Regions from separate parts of the Sus scrofa genome. Here region 2 is linked to region 1. Evidence: chromatin contacts called from public promoter capture Hi-C data. All regions are on one chromosome and are shown on one strand. Each heading gives the region's core, a stretch centred on a gene start, on an enhancer-like site or on the middle of the called end of the contact. The rest is flanking DNA. Distances are from core to core; before and after follow the strand shown. Region 1 holds the start of UBE3C (ubiquitin-protein ligase E3C). Region 2 holds the start of RBM33 (RNA-binding protein 33).

Region 1 (4,645 bases), core at 1,488-3,987:
GTAGGCTGGCGGCTGTAGTTCCGATTAGACCCCTCGCCTGGGAACCTCCATATGCTGCCAGTGTGGCCCTAGAGAAGACAAAAAATAAATAAATAAAAACTAAAAAAATAAAAGGACTGACAATGCTAAGTGTTGGTAAGGAAGTGGAGCCACGGAAAGCCTCAGAGAAGCCAGGTCTCCACCTAGGGAAACAGGCAGAGGGCGCGAGAGCTAAACCCATGTGCCGCCTGTGACCCAGCATGTGACAGCCAGTGCCCACCAAGAGACACAGATCACCTGCGGTCTGTTCAGACGATACAACAGAGTAAGACAAGGGTACAGACAATGCTGAGATCCAAAAACGGGGCCTCCGGCGCACATGGAGCGCAACAGGCTACACCAACCTGTGGGATAAGGGGAAGAGCAGTTCCGCGGCATTAACTAGGAGCAACAGAGACGGGCAGGGTGCGGAGGGCAGCCTGTGCAAGGCTGGGAATGTTACAGGATGGGAGTGGTGCTCACCTGAGTGTGTGCATGTGTGAAAAGCCTCGCGGAACCTACAGACTCAGCGCCAGGCCCGTGCACCCAGCCCTGAGCTGCTGCCGAGGGACTGCCACTGGCTGCCACTCTCAGGAGCAGCACACTGGCCCTCACCCCAAGGGCAGCCTGCAGACAGGGACTACAAAACGCCAACCCCCTTGGCTCAAGAAGACACAACGCTGAGATGCCGGCTGGCCGGCTGCACCCCAGAGTTCCCCAGAGTGGGATGGGCTAAATCAGGACTGCAGTCGAGACCCCAGCCTCTCAGGACCCCAGTCGAGACCCCAGCCTCTCAGGACCCCAGCCCTCTCCCCGCCCGTCCTCAACTTCACTTGCACAAGGATTTGCTTCTTGGGCTTCTAGGGAACAAGGCCTAAGACACACACACACACACACACACACACACACACACACACAATGTTTGTGACCTTGACGGTATGTTAGGTCTGAACCTCACTGAAAAGGGAGGGGGACTGTACTGCACAGCAGGAAAGCAGGCTGTGCCATCTCCCCTTGAGATTCTCATCACCAGATAACAATTTTGCTCCAAGTAGAGAGGTGTTACCAGGGTGAGAAAACAGGACCAACGCCCTAGGACTTGCAGGGGCAGTCCCAGAACGCGTCACAAGGTCCTACATAGGGAGGTGACAGGGATTCTGAGGAGGTGACTTGCCGCTAGCTTGCTGTGTGTCTGTGCAATTGCTCAAGTGCTCTCACCTATAAACTAGATCTGGCCCAGAGGTTCTCCAAGGCCTCTTCCGAGGTCAGAAATCCTTGGATCTCCTCCGGAGTTTCCACGAATACCTAGGCAAGTTACCTTGTTCTGCAGCCAACCACCTCCCACCCATCACCACCAGGCAAAAACCCAACGCTTGAAAACGGTCAGCACACTTTTCTCCCAACTCCCCTACCCTCAGAAACCATCACACACAATTTAAAACATAGTCTAACATGGACTTGAGCATCCTCTTAGGGTCCCCCCGTCATGAAGTGTACCACCCAGAACATACGAATACAGAAGAAAGGCCACGTAAAGCATTTAAAGGACATTTTTTAGAAAAGGATGTACTCAACAACCAGCCCCCTGTACTCGCTTAAAACTCTTCAATCGCTAAGCACAGGGAACCATGTGTGACTGTTAGTCTGATAAAACTAAAACGGGCAGGAAAGGGAGCCAGTGGAGAAGGGGTGGAAAACAAGCAGATGAAGCAATATCGAGGCTGAGGGAGTTACTAGCAATTCCACCGGATCGACAGACGCCAGTCAGTAGAGAGGACAGCAGAGTGACTACTTTGTCCACCGTTATTCCAAACTGCTATCCTAAGGAGAATTACACGAGCCACTGTAACAGAAAAAAAGTCCTAGAGACTCTCCAGAAATGTTTCCAGGAGGCTGGTAAAGGGTCATCTCCGTAGCCCCGGATTCAAACACGCGGCCAATGAGGAGTTCTGCCTCAATTTCAGACGGCTGTCACGAACAAATACAGTGTGCTTACTTTCTACAACAGGAAATACCCCAGGGAGCGTTCTAAATGCAGTCACTACGCAGTGTCAAGGGTGATAAAGCATCTAAAGCGCCTCTCTGGAAAGAAACACTGTGTCCTGTGCGTCTCACCATCCAAATAGAAAAAAGCCCGTCCACCCGCAGCATCCCTGGCCTTCTGGGCGATTCCGGTCCACAAAGCCCGAGTCCCCTGCAGCCTTCCTCCCAGACCCGCTGTACGCCGTCGGGGCAGGTGACCCAGAGCCGTCCCTGCCGCGGGGACAGATGCCCCGCCCGGGGTCCGCGCGGCCGGCCCCGCCCAGGCCCCGAGACGCCGCCGCACGCAGGCCGCTCTTACCTTCCTGCTCGCGCCTCCGAGAGACACCTTGGGCCTCGTTTTGAAATCCCCTTCAAAACTAAACATCTTTACAGCCTATCCCATCTGGGAGGAGCCCGACCCTCTGAGCCCGGGCGGGCGGGGCGGGCCCGGGGGGTCCCGGCGGGAGGGGAGCGGCGGGGACGAGGCCGCGCCGGGGAGCGACCCCGAGCCACCCGGGCGCGCTGTCCGCCCGGCCTGACCTCGGGCGGGGGGAGGAGCGACGCTGCGGGGCGGCCTCGCCCACCTCCCCGTCATCCACGCCTGGCCGCTGCTCCGGCCGAGCCCGAGCGCTGGGAGGGCCGCGGACCCCGCACTTGCACCAGGAACGGCCGCGGGAGGAAAGATGGCCGCCGCCGCCGCTGCCGTGCGCCGCCCCGCCGGCGTGCGCGCGCCCGACGCCACGGCGCTTCTCCCCGCGCACCTCCCGCGTGCGCGCGCCCGCGCCGACCTGCGTCGGAGCGTGGGAAGGAGGGGCGGGGCCGGGCGCGTTCGTGAGGCGCAGGTACCCTGGGGACGGGGGCGCGACCGCGGGGGCGCGCGCGGCGCTCCGACGGCGGGTGCACCCTGAAGTCGGTCTGGTTTGTGCCCTTTTCTGGGAAGCGGACTCGTAGCTTCCGATAAGATACCGAACTTGACCCATCCGGGAGGAAAAAGATCAGGGTGATTACTTAATGCCCTGTAGAGAGTGCATGCATTTAACATTGCGACCTAGTTATGTGTGAGCTTCATACATGCATATACACACACATATACAGATATGCATATGTACACATGCATAAAAGTATATCATGTACACATACACATAAAATCACATGCACACAAATATCAAATTCACATACATATATAGCACATGCATACACTTATACATCAATATATATGTACATATATTTCATATACACACAACTGAAACCAAAAGCTTACTTTTCGGAGGTCCCCCATGTGGCTCAGTGGTAACCAACCCGACTAGTATCCATGAGGACACGGGGTGAATCCCTGGCCCTGCTCAGTGGGTTAAAGGGTCCAGGCATTGCTGTAAGCTGTGGCACAGGTTGGCAGCTACAGTGCCGATTCATCCTCTAGCCTGGGAACCTCCATATGACGCAGGTGAGGCCCTAAAAAGACAAAAAAAAAAAAAAAAAAAAAAGCTTATTTTTCATTACTGTGTCAAATGAACTATTTGTTATTTATTTTGTTTGTTTGTTTGCTTTTTAGAACGACATGTGCTACCTATGGGAGTTCCCAGTCTAGGAGTTTAATTGGAGCTGCAGCCGCTGGCCTGTGCCATAGTCATGCAGGATCCCAGCCGAGTCTGTGACCTATACCACACCGCAACGCTAGATCCTTAACCAACTGAGCGAGGCCAGGGATCGCACCCACATCCTCATGGACACTATTCAGGTTCATTACTGCTGAAGCACAACGGGAACTCCAGGATGTGCTATTTTTTAATCAGTTGCCTTAAAAAAAAAAAAATACTGGTTGTGGGAGTTCCCATTGTGGCTCAGTGGATTAAGAAGTAGTATCCATAAAGATGCGGGTTTGATCCCTGGCCTCACTTAGTGAGTTAAATGATCTGGCATTGCTTGGAGCTGCAGTGTGGGTCGAAGAGGCAGCTGGGATCCAGCGTTGCTATGGCTGTGGCGTAGGCCGGCGGCTGCAGCTCAGATTCAACCACTAGCCCAGGAACTTCCATAGGCCGCAGATTTGGCCCTAAAAAAAGCAAAAAGAAAAACCATAAAATACTAGTTGCAAACCACTAAGTACATTTCACAACCCACTAGTGGGTTTCAATTTCATTTTGAAAAACCCTGCCATACACACACACAGACACGTACGCATGCTCAAACTGTGTATACACGTGTTATAGGTGGCAATAGCCAGGATCAAAAAACCTTTGAAAGCCACTGATTAGTGCAGTTTTCCAGTTAATAAACTACTCTGATATGTCAAGAAATCCTTGTTTCACCAAAATATCTAAATTTTATCCACTTTGAAATTTTACAGGTTTTATAAATAAAATATCCCTTTTTTAACCTCTTAGATGAGCAAAGATTTAAAAGATTGGCAATAGCCCGTATGTGCCCTCAGTACGTGAGTCGGCTCTGAGGTCTCAGCTTTTGCCTCAAATAAACCCTTTCAAGGTCTAGGCCAGGAGTGAGGAGCAGAAAATCCCATTTAACCAGAACACCAAGCCTCCTTCTCCACCACCAGCTTTGTTGATAATTAAGGTGTGTTGCCTCTGTCTGCTGGGTGGTTTTCAAATTT
Region 2 (4,645 bases), core at 1,121-3,620, 1.0 Mb after region 1:
TTTAAGCACACCAAGAGGCGTCTGTAGTAAAAAAGAACATATAAGCCAAATGCCCATCAATACAAAAACAGCTAATCAATAAATGGTGGACCCATACTAACTCTCACCTATTACCACAGAAGAGACTGCCAGGACCTACTCTTCTTTTTTACTGTTTTTGTCTTTTTAGGGCTGCACCCATGGCATATATGGAAGCTCCCAGGCTAGGGGCTGAATCGGAGCTGCAGCTGCTGGCCTACACCACAACCACAGCAACTCAGGATCCGAGCCATGTCTGCGACCTACACCACAGCTCATGTCAACAACGGATCCTTAACCCACTGAGTGAGGCCTGGGATCGAACCTGCATCCTCACGGATGTTAGTCAGATTCATTTCCGCTGCACCACAACAGGAACTCCATGCCAAGACCTAATCCTACGTGAACAAAGCCAACTAAGGAATACGTGATTCCACCTTAAACCGTAAAAGGCCACACAGCTGTAAATGTGCAACTTACGTTTGCCAACAGGGTGCAAAGGGATTCAGAGAGAAAAGTTTTCACTTTCATTCACTCCTCAAATATTTGTTGAACATGCCAGGAACTTGGAATACAAGGAAGGTAAAACATGCAGCATTCCTGTCCTCAAGGGGCTTACAGACTACTTAACATAGTCTTGTTAAGAAGAGACGTTTTAAAAAAGGAAATAACCAAATAAAATTACAAACTGCCATAAATGTTCTGAAGAAACTAGGGTGCCACCGAACCAAGGAGAGGGAGGCACGAAAGGAAGAGATAGACACACGTGGGACAGAAGATCGGCCTGGCAAGGAGCTTGAAGGAGACCAGAGGGAGGGCAGGCTGACCAACAGCCTGGGGAGGCGGGGGGCCGAGCCTGCAGAACTCACGCGCCTCGGTGCCTCGAGTCTGCCTTTAGACTAAGAGCGATGGGAAACCAGGCACTAGGGAAAAATCACAAAGGATCAAGCCTACCTAACCCCCTAAAATAGCAATTCCCAAACTTTCTGGACTCAGATTTACTGAGGCCGCCAAAAAGCTTCTGTTTCTGTGGACTGCATTCACTGACATTTGCTTCCTTCGAAAGTAAAAATGAGAAACATGAAAACATAAGAACACATTCCCTCACCCGTCTACACGACAAAGCGTTCACGTGTCACACAGCCTCGGGAAAACTCCTCGATGCTCAGAGGGGTGAAACATGCAAATAACCTTAGCATTAATGAAACCAGTCCTGACCCAGGAGTTTCCAGACTATACTGTGACAAGGATACAAAACCACGACTTTGACCGCCAGAAAGCAACCAACTAAGAAAAGAACACATCTTTTCAAACTTTAACTGGAAAGCTTCAGCTCTAACACGCAAAAGTCATCTGACCAAAAAATAAATAAATAAATAAAAAGTCTACACCAAATCGTACTGCCAGGAGCGACATTGCTGCGTTTGGTCTCATTTTGCCAAAGCAGCGTCTCAAAGTCCTAGGCAGGACTATGGCAACGTGCTCATAAGCAAGCATCACTAAAAAAAAAAAAAAAATACACAAAAGGATGGTTACACGTCTCAATAACGAAAACAACCTCAAATGCTGTCGCGGTTCATACTTTCATCATCTAAGGGGCTCCTTCATCAAAGTTTTCGAACAGTCATACAAGTCACTTTCAAGTGGGTTTTTTTTCCCATTATTAAAAAAAAAAAAAAAAAAAAAAGCCCTCCATCCACAAAATGGGGTTCCAACCAAAAAGTGATTTTACCTGAAATGTGTTTTCACTAAGTACCCTCTCGAACTCATCTACGCTTGGACAACGAAGGAAACACCCAAAGGCACTGCACCGGTATCTAAACCTCTTCGGTCCGGTTCCCACGTCTGCAAGGTGCTGATAACCCAGCACTAGTGGGCTCGTACCCCACGACTGAGGAGCTCCCAGAGCACGAGAGCAGCTCGCGGAGACCGCTCTCTCAGAACCCGTCCTCGGTCTGGCCCGGTTGCGGCACCGGCCTGGAAACCTCCCGGAACCGTCGGGACCACCCTCCCGGGGCCACAGCTGCCCCCCACCCAGGCCGGCGCCCCGCCTCCGGTGGGCCTGGCGCTTGGCGACGCCAGGGCGGCGGGCACGCCGAGGCCCGACCCCCGCCCGCCTCTCAGGGGACCAGACCCCCGACGGCCAGGAGCGGCCCCCGGAACCCCCACCGCCACAGCCGCCTCCCGCGCGGCGCCGCCTCCCTTACCTCCGGCGCCGGCTCCTCCGCCCGCTCCCAGGGCGGTCGCCATGGTGTGCACTGGGCCCGGCCTTCAGCCTCGCCCCACCAAGCCAGCCGGGGCCCGGGGACGCGCAGGGAGGACGGGGGGCGGCGGGCCGGGGCGGCGGGCCGGGCCGGGGGCGCGGGGGGCGGCGCGGCCGGCGGGTCGCGGGCCCCTCCGGCCTGCTCCTCCGCAGGAAGAAAACAACAAACTATCGCAACATGGCCGCCGGCTCGGCCCGCCGCCGAGGTGCACGCCGGGATGATGGCGGCCGGGAGGCACCGGCGCGGGGCCTCCCCTGCAGGCCGCGGCGGCTCCGAGCCGCCTCCGAGGGACGCAGGCCGAGGGCGGAAGGCAAACACACCAGCGGCCGCCTCGTTCCGCTCCAGAAACCCCAATGTTTGAAGGGGGCGGGGGCGGCGGCCCGCCGTAGTTCGGCCCCGGGCTCTGTCGTGAGTCGCTTTGCAGCAGTTGGCGCCGAGCTTTACGGCCGGCGGAGGTCCCGTTGGAAGAGTGAGGGAGGAGATCCCGCGCCCGGTAATGGGGCCGGAGCTTGCTTTCTGTGTCTGGACTGTGCGGCGCGCGGCGGGGGGCGGAGTAAACTGCGCTGCGGGCTGACAGCGGGGACGAGCACGCCGTGGGGGTGGTGCCGGGCATGCGCACTGGGGGGTCTGCGGCGGAGGCAGGTGCGCTGAGCGGGTGCGGCCGGAACGGCCGCCGTAGCGACATGTGCGCGAGAGGTAGCGTTTGAGCCGCAAGACTTGTCCACAGCGGGATGCTAACAAGTGACCTTAAGGGAAGGGTCCTGGGAGATAAGAGTTGTAGAAGGCTGAGGGATGCTTGGGATCAGGCATCCGAAGGCGACTTCTGACTTGTTGGCAGTTGGGGACGGGGAAGACCGGTGCGGATGTAATGAGGCCTTTAAGAACACGCAAGCTGCAAAGGTTGCTTCAGTAACAATGAATGTAGGGCTTATGGGGAAAGGAAAGGGTGGAAAGAGAAGGCTGAGCAAAGACCTTGGCTCGGAGGTGTCAAAGGACTTCTTAGGATTCCAGAATTGCAAGTGGCACAGGGGAGCGCTGCACTGTTAGTGGAAAAGAATAATTTCAGGTGGAAAAGCCTCTGAAACACCTTAACTGAAGGAAGTAAAAATTTTCAGGAATGGGGTAAATCTGAATTGTGTGCCACCGGAAAGGATGCAGTAAGAAGAAACAGCATCGCTTCTGTGATAAAATCCTGTCACAGATACCTCACTGAGTCTAATCTCGAAAAAGTAAGGACCAAAAAAATGGGGGACATACCACAAAACAGTTGGCCTTTAATCTTCGAGTGTCAAAATTATGAAAGCCAAACCAGAGGACGTGTTTCAGACTGAAGAAGAAAAGGCATGACCGGAGTTCCTGTCGTGGGACATCGAAAAGGAAACTGACTAGGAACCATGAGGTTTTGGGTTCGATCCCTGGCCGGATTAAGGATCTGGTGTTGCCATGAGCTGTGGTGTAGGTCGCAGATGCAGCTCGGATCTGGCGTTGCTGTGGCTCTGGCGTAGGCTAGCAGCTACAGCTCCAATTAGACCCCTAGCCTGGGAACCTCCCTATGCTGTGGGTGCAGCCCTAAAAAGACAAAAAAAAAAAAAAAAAAGACATGACCACTGAATCCAATACATGATTCTGAACTGGATCCTTTCACTGTAATGAATGTTATTGAAACAACTTGCAAAAATCCAGAGTCTGAAGATAAGATGGGAGTAATACAGCAAAATTAACTTCCTTATTTTGATGATTGTAAGTGGTATGTCTTTGTAGAGAGTGCAGACTAAACTGTTACCACTCTCATACCACTTTCCCATGCCAGGCCAATAAACGGAGAGACAAGTCGTTGTATTCACCAAGCCAGCAGACCAAGAAGATCACGTCACAAAGAACCGCCTTCTTTTATACTAAAAGAGGAACGGTTGTGGTTGCTTGTTGCAAACTTCTTGGTACCAGAATCCTTTGTTCTTGAAGCTGTCCCCTGGGTCTGGTCACAGTCTTCCTATAAATCTCCACCAAGACAAACGCTACTCTCTATTCTGCAGCTTTTTTTTCTGCTACATGGATGGAGAAGTGTTAGACCTTTAAAGATCAGATCCTTGAGAATGGGCTGTCCTGCATATTTCAAGTTATAGGCAACATTCTTTTAGTGATTAACGTACAGTAAACTCAATAGAGTACAAAGGTTAAAGTAAAAAAAAAAAAAAATCCAATGTGGAGTCAGATTGGTTCTTTCCTTTTACACAAGTACTTGGGGTGACAGGGCATAAGTCATGAACTTATTCTCAAGTGGTTCAGAATAAAAGTGTTTTATTTTACTGTCTGTTGAACTTGGTAAGTTTTTATTGCTTCAAAACAAAGGAGCAAAGAGAAAA

Evidence for each region. Promoter capture Hi-C pulls out the DNA fragments that hold promoters and counts their contacts.
Region 2: a promoter capture Hi-C map of liver shows a contact between it and region 1, with 4 times the contacts expected there. The contact joins the promoter of RBM33 here to the promoter of UBE3C in region 1. A contact is called at or near these places in 2 of 5 promoter capture datasets (fetal liver and liver), 1 of 47 Hi-C or Micro-C datasets (skeletal muscle) and 1 of 2 datasets of contacts at active chromatin or transcription factors (alveolar macrophages).

Annotation. Positions count from the first base shown.
Region 1 is chr18:1,651,537-1,656,181 of Sscrofa11.1, forward strand. It overlaps UBE3C (ubiquitin-protein ligase E3C), which reads right to left and starts at 2,738. Exons shown (of 22, transcript XM_021079034.1): 1 at 2,360-2,738. The coding sequence starts at 2,425.
Region 2 is chr18:2,673,834-2,678,478 of Sscrofa11.1, forward strand. RBM33 (RNA-binding protein 33) reads right to left here and starts at 2,371. Exons shown (of 20, transcript XM_021079037.1): 1 at 2,226-2,371. The coding sequence starts at 2,268.